Linked DNA regions of Siniperca chuatsi: region 2 is linked to region 1. A link is a contact called in public Hi-C data. All regions are on one chromosome and are shown on one strand. Each heading gives the region's core, a stretch centred on a gene start, on an enhancer-like site or on the middle of the called end of the contact. The rest is flanking DNA. Distances are from core to core; before and after follow the strand shown.

Region 1 (3,135 bases), core at 318-2,817:
CTGCAAGCAGCATCCACAACAACAAGTCACTCTAAGTCTTTTAATCGCATATAGATCACAGCAACATGTGAAAACCGTGCAAATTTATGGATTGTCAAAAACCCACGGCAACATTTTCTGCAGTCAGTGTTTGTTAACTGGCAAACACATTTCCAGTCTTCCTGGTTTTGCAACCAAGGTGACTTAATTTCCTGAACAGTATACCACCTGGCAAGTGCAAAATACTCAAGAGGTCAATTAAAAATACTTATCTTCCACTACAGGAATAATGTGTCAAAAGCCATGGTTGGATAACAGTATTTCAACATTTAATAATCACACTAAAACGACTCTCGCAGGACACTTTACTGGCAAAAACTGATGGTAAAATATAGCAGGCAACTGCGTTAATGTGTATACGTCATCCATATCAGCTAGTACTAAAACTCTTACTCAAGAGTTCAGATTAAATGGCATAAGCCTTATATGTACAAGAGATTTGGGGTTTACCACCATTTTAAATTTCATTACTCAGACAAGTATGATGAAGGATGCTACCAGTTACCAAGTAAATGCCAGTTTCCTGTTTCATTTTTAGGATGTGAACTGTTCTGCACAGGGTCTCTATGGTTACGGGAACATTGCTTACGCATAAAATGACACAGACCAGCTCAGGGGGAAGTAAGGTTACATTATTTACTGTAAATGAATTTCTGGTTAATTATTTTATTTACTATCACAAATACACACACACAACAAAAGGTTTTAGCCCTACGGTGAGCTAACCCATGAAATATTTTCTGTGTTCCTCCAGTCTTGTTAATTCTCACTTCTGACTCACATGGTGTTTTATGATAAGCTAAGTTTTATTACTAACTCTAGAAAAATGCCCACACTCACTGCTTCTCTACTTGCAGCCAAATTACTTCTTTGCCAAGTTGAGTCAGTTTTATACTATTTGTCGATACCATTAGCTTGTCAATTTAACAACAGCAAAGGTTTTGTATCTGGACCTGGCCTGAGTGAGGGGCGTGGATGTATCAACAGTGCTGGGTGGTGTCAAATGGTTTCCTACAAATGATCAGCATCCTACCACCTTTAAGCTAAATGTTTAGCCATTGTGGATTGCTACTGTATTTGTAGTTGGCAAAATTTTACCTAATATAGGTAGCATTAGCTGTACATCTGCCCATTATTTTAGCCAGTAAGAGTTTTTCCTTTGAATAAATTTTAAGCAAAGCATTGTAGAGCAGTTGAAATACAATGTGGTAAAATTATACACTATTATTTAAGGCTAGTTCAAACTAATTTCATCTGGGCAGTGTCTAGCACCAGTGTGGACCTGCATGTAGCGTTAGCTAACCATCGTTTTTACATTCAGCTTATCAGTTAAAATAGTTGATGTTTACATTTGAGTCTGTTAGCCTCTGTTTTTCTCAAAGATAAATACAACACTTACCGCTAATAGGACAAACTTTTGATTCCTCAAAGTATCTTCTGTTCTGGTGAAAACGAAGATATTCTGACTCCTTCACAGATATGAAAAGTCTCTACTCATTTCCAAACTTGCGACTGCTCAGCCAATGAAATATGGTCGCCGGAAGTGACATGCGTTAATTGTTATCGCTTTGCTCGGCTTGAATCACGCGTCAACAAAATTTAACGTTTTATTATCAGGTCAATGTATCAATATCTATCTTAGTTAATTTTTATAAAATGTCTACATACAATGATTCATAAAGGTTGTATTTATATTTGTCATATATTTCTAGAACTCTATGACAAATTGGGCAAGGAGATGTGTCACTTCCGGCTACCGTAACAGTTTTAATCGTTTGAGAAGAGTTCGGCAACTTGTTAAAAATCAGTATATGGAATATTTTTGTTCCAGCTGGATAGAAGTCTTATAGGAACCCGGAAATATCTTCTAAACGGCAGTAAGTTAAGTGTTGCCATATTACCAGTTAAGATGTCAGTCAAGTCTCAAACCTTAAAACGACACATGCAAGACATCAAAACACATTTCAGCATGTATACCCAAGAAGGAAAGAAAACAACCAGCTTCTCTTTAACCATCCATAAGTCGTGCATGTACTATTTTTGCGGGGGTTTTATAAGATTGTTTATTTTCTCACACCTATTGTGAAGCAGAATAGCTGAATTGGGAAATGCCACGTGTAACTGTAAATCGTATTTTACTAATTGGGCTGATTGTACACCTGACCAGCAATTCACCCAACCCCTTGGTTAATAATTCATCAAAACAGGCCAGGAAAGTAATTCCCTCCGGCAAACCACAACAAGCGGCCCAATACTGTTGCATAACAAGCACGACTCACCCTGTTCACCTGCATTTGATTTTTCCAAATGTTTGTAACAGCATATGAGACCGAACTTGGCCCCAGAGCATGCAAACTGTACCTGATCCGCGTGATGATCCTCTTTTACCAGTATGCAGAAAGGCTGTTTGTTTTGCAAAGTATGTATACAGTATGTTAGGAATGGTGCATATCAGACTGCAGGTTACTGTTTTGTTCGGTACGCATGGCATGCTTGTTTGACTATGCCTAGAGGCAATGTGTGTGTGTGTGTGTGTGTGTGTGTGTGTGGTGTCTCCGCCCGCGGAGAGAGGTCCAGCTGGGACTATTGGCAAATGTCTTCACTATTGTTTTCCTGACAAAAAAGCCTTTAGAAACCCCATTAATCAATCAAATAAAGTATAAATTTATATTTTATTAATTTTAATTTAATTAATTAGAAATATACATCTTATGAATATGTGCTCTGACCAGCATCTATAATATACAGCAACCAAACATTATTTTTATTATAATTTAATCTGCTGATTTATGTTATTGATTAAACACTTGGTCTATAATAGTGTAAAAAATAGTGAAAATTTCCCAGAGCCCCAGGTGAAGCCTTTTAAATTGCTTTGTTTGACCAACAGTCTCATACCCAAAGATTTACTATTATAGAAGACTAAGAAAATATAAAAATTTTCACATATGAGAAGCTTGAACCATTAACCACCATCAAATTGCAGAATTGCAGATTAATATTTCTGTTGATCAACTTTCAGCTCTAATAATATGATATTTTGAATCTGCGTGTGTGTGTGTCAGAGTTTATCTGTGTCAATACCTGCTGTACGAG
Region 2 (3,481 bases), core at 511-3,010, 70 kb after region 1:
GCTCATCTCTGTCTCTCCTTACACAACAACACATGCCACTTAGTGCCTAGAGTGTGGGAACATCTGCCTATAGATGTGAGGTTAATGGTCTGAACTAATATTATTTTTTATCAATGCCTTCCACATTAAATATATAATAATATCTGCACAAAGATACTACAAAGTGTGCATGTATGTATTGTTCTGTATTTCATTTTATTCATGTCTTACTCAAAACATCATTATGGTCCTACAGTAACAACACATATTTTGGTGTTTGGAGTGTTTAGGACACACTGAGCCTTCGAATGGAAAGCAGAGAAGTGGATTAGGAAGCCAGAGTGATTTCAGAAATTATACTTTACTTTTTGGCACCATGAAAAGTTGTTACTATAGGATTACAATATACCTGACATCATTTGAGGTGACCACAGCCACTGATGTACTCTCGGTGAAGGAGGATAATAGAAGCTTTTAAAAGCTACCTTTCAATCTTCCAGGAGGTGAGTGTTTGATACAACAAAAGACAGATTCTGGGTGGAGTATGACTTTAAATCAACAGTATGGTTACCACAAATATACAAAGATTGTCTGAGTGACAACGATCTGTCCATTATATTTTTCATCTGCACTAGGGGAAAAAAATGTCTGATGCAATAAATAAACAAATACATAATAAAAAATAAACTTTAAAAGTGACCAAAACCTTTTTTGGACATTTGGGAGCAGTGGAAACACATTGTGATCACTTTTTAAATTGATATGGTGAACTGAAGCAAACAGTTCTTTACACATCCAGCAGTTACGGAGCAACATTATCATTCATTTGGAGTCATGTTTCTGGCTACCTGCCAAATCTAAGTCCAATATTCACTCTCTTTTAGCTCTATTTTTGGTCTCTACCAACTGCTGAGGGAAATATCTGGCACTTTAGCAGCTAAATCCTCCACTTTGTTCACCAGCTAGTCGCTAACTTTGTCTGTCTGCTGTTTGGTGCTGAGCAGGTAGTGTGCAGTGGGTTTTTAGAGCTTTTTCAATGAAAAAAAAAAAAAGGCTTCCTGCTGCAGCCAAACACAACGCTACGAGAGTGAACCAAAAGAGTAAAGTTGTGGCCGGACAAATAACAATGAGCTGAAAAACAATATAAAGCTCCATAAAGCTGAGGGGAGCTGCAGATTTATGTGATGATTCTCTGTAGGTTCATTACAAGCGACGTCTCTCACAGTGTCACATTGTTTTCACATTTGATACATTGTTATTATAAAAATATTGATTATAGCCAAGTTTTGTTTTTTTTCTGAAATCTCCTGTTTTTGGAAATGTCATCACTGTTTTGTTGTGACTAAATGTGAGAAAGAAAGCCCCTTCATTCTTACTCTACTTCAGTTTGATGTTAGATTAACCCTTAATGCATTCCCTAGCCCCTAACTGTAACCTTAACCGTCACAACTAAATGCCTAATCCCAACCCTAACCTTAACCAATACCAAGTCTTAACCTTCAAACTGCCCTTTGACCGGTCCTCACAATGCAGAAATGTTCTCACTACAATCTTTAAAAACTGAAATTGGTCCTCACAAAGATAGCAATACAAGCCCACACACACAAAATCAGGATACACAAAAAAAGCATCTGTAAACACACTTGCATATAAAGATGCACAGATGCATATAAAGTGTGTGTAAAATAACACTTATTTAATGTGTCTCTGTGTATTTGTGTGTGTGTGTTGCGAGTTTGAGTGTGTAGCAAACGGCCTTGGCTGAGCTAGTGAGCAGACACAGATCACAGTATCACAGACAAAATTACACAGAACCCACACTTTGAACCCACACACACTCACATGTATAGTGCTCAAAAAGTCATCTGTGCTTATAAGCACATACTCACACACTGCCTCTTACTGGCGTAGACATGTACATGCACATACATACTGTAAACACACACACTGCTGCTTAAAATCAAACGTGATGAAAGAAAAAAAGGGAGGTTTGTTATCTTTGAGTGAGCTGCTTAAATAGACCATACAGTGTGTGAATATCACTCTGCATGCACAGGAATGTTTGTCTGAACTACCAGTTCAATTGTGTTTGAACAAGGTTAATGAGCTTGATGACAAAATAGTCTGGACTACAACATTGGAGCTGGAGACAGATGGCAAAAAAAGTGAAAGTCGTCACGTACGCCAGTTCATGAGCAAAGAACGAGATGAAGGAGAGAGGCAGGAAAGGAGGGAGGAGGAGAGAATAATGAGAACAAAGAAAACTGGTGGCAGGAGAAAGTTCGAGCCAGATATAAGATAAGTAAAAAAAGACATGTTCTTCACGCAGCTTTACAGAAGTCAGACATGTAGCAGGACATTCCTCTGAGCCTCTTACCTGGGAGACAAACTCTGGTGATTGGAGGCTGAGTTGTTGCTACAGGAGACCTCCTGAAAGAAGGAAAGAAAGAAAGAAAGAAAAAGAAAAATTAAAATAAATACCCTACAAAATACCCTACATATATGGTGTTTATAATCTTCATCTTTAAAGGGTTGGTTCACTCAAATAACAAATATCATTTTCTCACAGTAAGGTAGGAGCTTAAAGGAATAATTCAACATTTTGGAAAATATAGTTTCTCGCTTTCTTGCCAAGAGTTAAAAGGCCGGCTCAATACCACTTTCATGTCTGGATGGTAAATATGAAGCTACAGCCAGCAGCAAGTTAGCTTAGCTTATCATAAAGACTGAAAACAAGGGGAAACAGCTAACCTGGATCTGTCCAAAGGTAAGAAATCCACCTACAAGCACCTTTTTTAAAGCTCGCTACTTAACATGTGCCAGACTATTAAAACCACTGCACCCACAAACTGCATGGATTAAACAAACAATGAGCAGAGCCAAACCGCCAAAGTAAAATGTGTGTAATCGTTATACTAAATGGTCAAAACCTCAATGTGAGTGTCCTGACTCAATGACTGATTGCTGTTTGTGTGTATTTGTACAAAGGCCAATTCAGGAAAAGGCGTTGCAGCCTAGCTTATAAATACTGAAATATGTGGTACTAGGTGATGACACCCAAAAAATATGAAAATGAAGAAAAAAGAAATAAATAAAAAACATAAAGTGACTTGTCAGAGTAATTGAAGTGTGTGGGTGTCTGAGAGCTGAATGTAGGTCAGACAGGCTTTAGGTGCTCTTAGCATCTTTAGAAACTGATACACACACACACACAAGCCTTCATAATGAAGAGTAGAGGGAAAGGTGCCCTACATACATATTTCCAGTGTATCTGCATCTGCAGTCTTAGCTCCATTGGGAGGTGTGATGCTGCTGCTTTAAAGAACTGTGTTGCTTTCAGTAGACTAGAGCTGAAAGGATTAGTCGATAAATTGATTAGTCAGTTGACAGTAAATTAAGCAACTATTTTGAATCATTAATGTCATTTTTCAAACAAAAATACTAAACATTCCGATGTTTCAGCTTCTCGGTCGTGAAGATTTGCTGCTTTTCTCTGTTTTAT

What was found. Hi-C and Micro-C count contacts between places; a contact is called where the count stands out from the background.
Region 2: a contact with region 1 is called in a Hi-C map of an unstated tissue, with 6 times the contacts expected there. The contact joins the enhancer-like site here to the promoter of sgip1a in region 1. A contact is called at or near these places in 2 of 3 Hi-C or Micro-C datasets (skeletal muscle and an unstated tissue).

Annotation. Positions count from the first base shown.
Region 1 is chrLG6:8,987,921-8,991,055 of ASM2008510v1, forward strand. It overlaps sgip1a (SH3-containing GRB2-like protein 3-interacting protein 1), which reads right to left and starts at 1,568. Exons shown (of 27, transcript XM_044201016.1): 1 at 1,439-1,568. LOC122878328 (a long non-coding RNA gene) reads left to right here and starts at 1,715. Exons shown (of 4, transcript XR_006378450.1): 1 at 1,715-1,916.
Region 2 is chrLG6:9,057,346-9,060,826 of ASM2008510v1, forward strand. It overlaps pde4ba (cAMP-specific 3',5'-cyclic phosphodiesterase 4B), which reads right to left. Exons shown (of 16, transcript XM_044201019.1): 7 at 2,357-2,409. Among protein-coding and RNA genes, the nearest start is that of LOC122878328, 69 kb to the left of the region's middle. Within about 2 kb of position 1,761, the one cell type or tissue checked has an H3K27ac peak away from gene starts, as active enhancers do.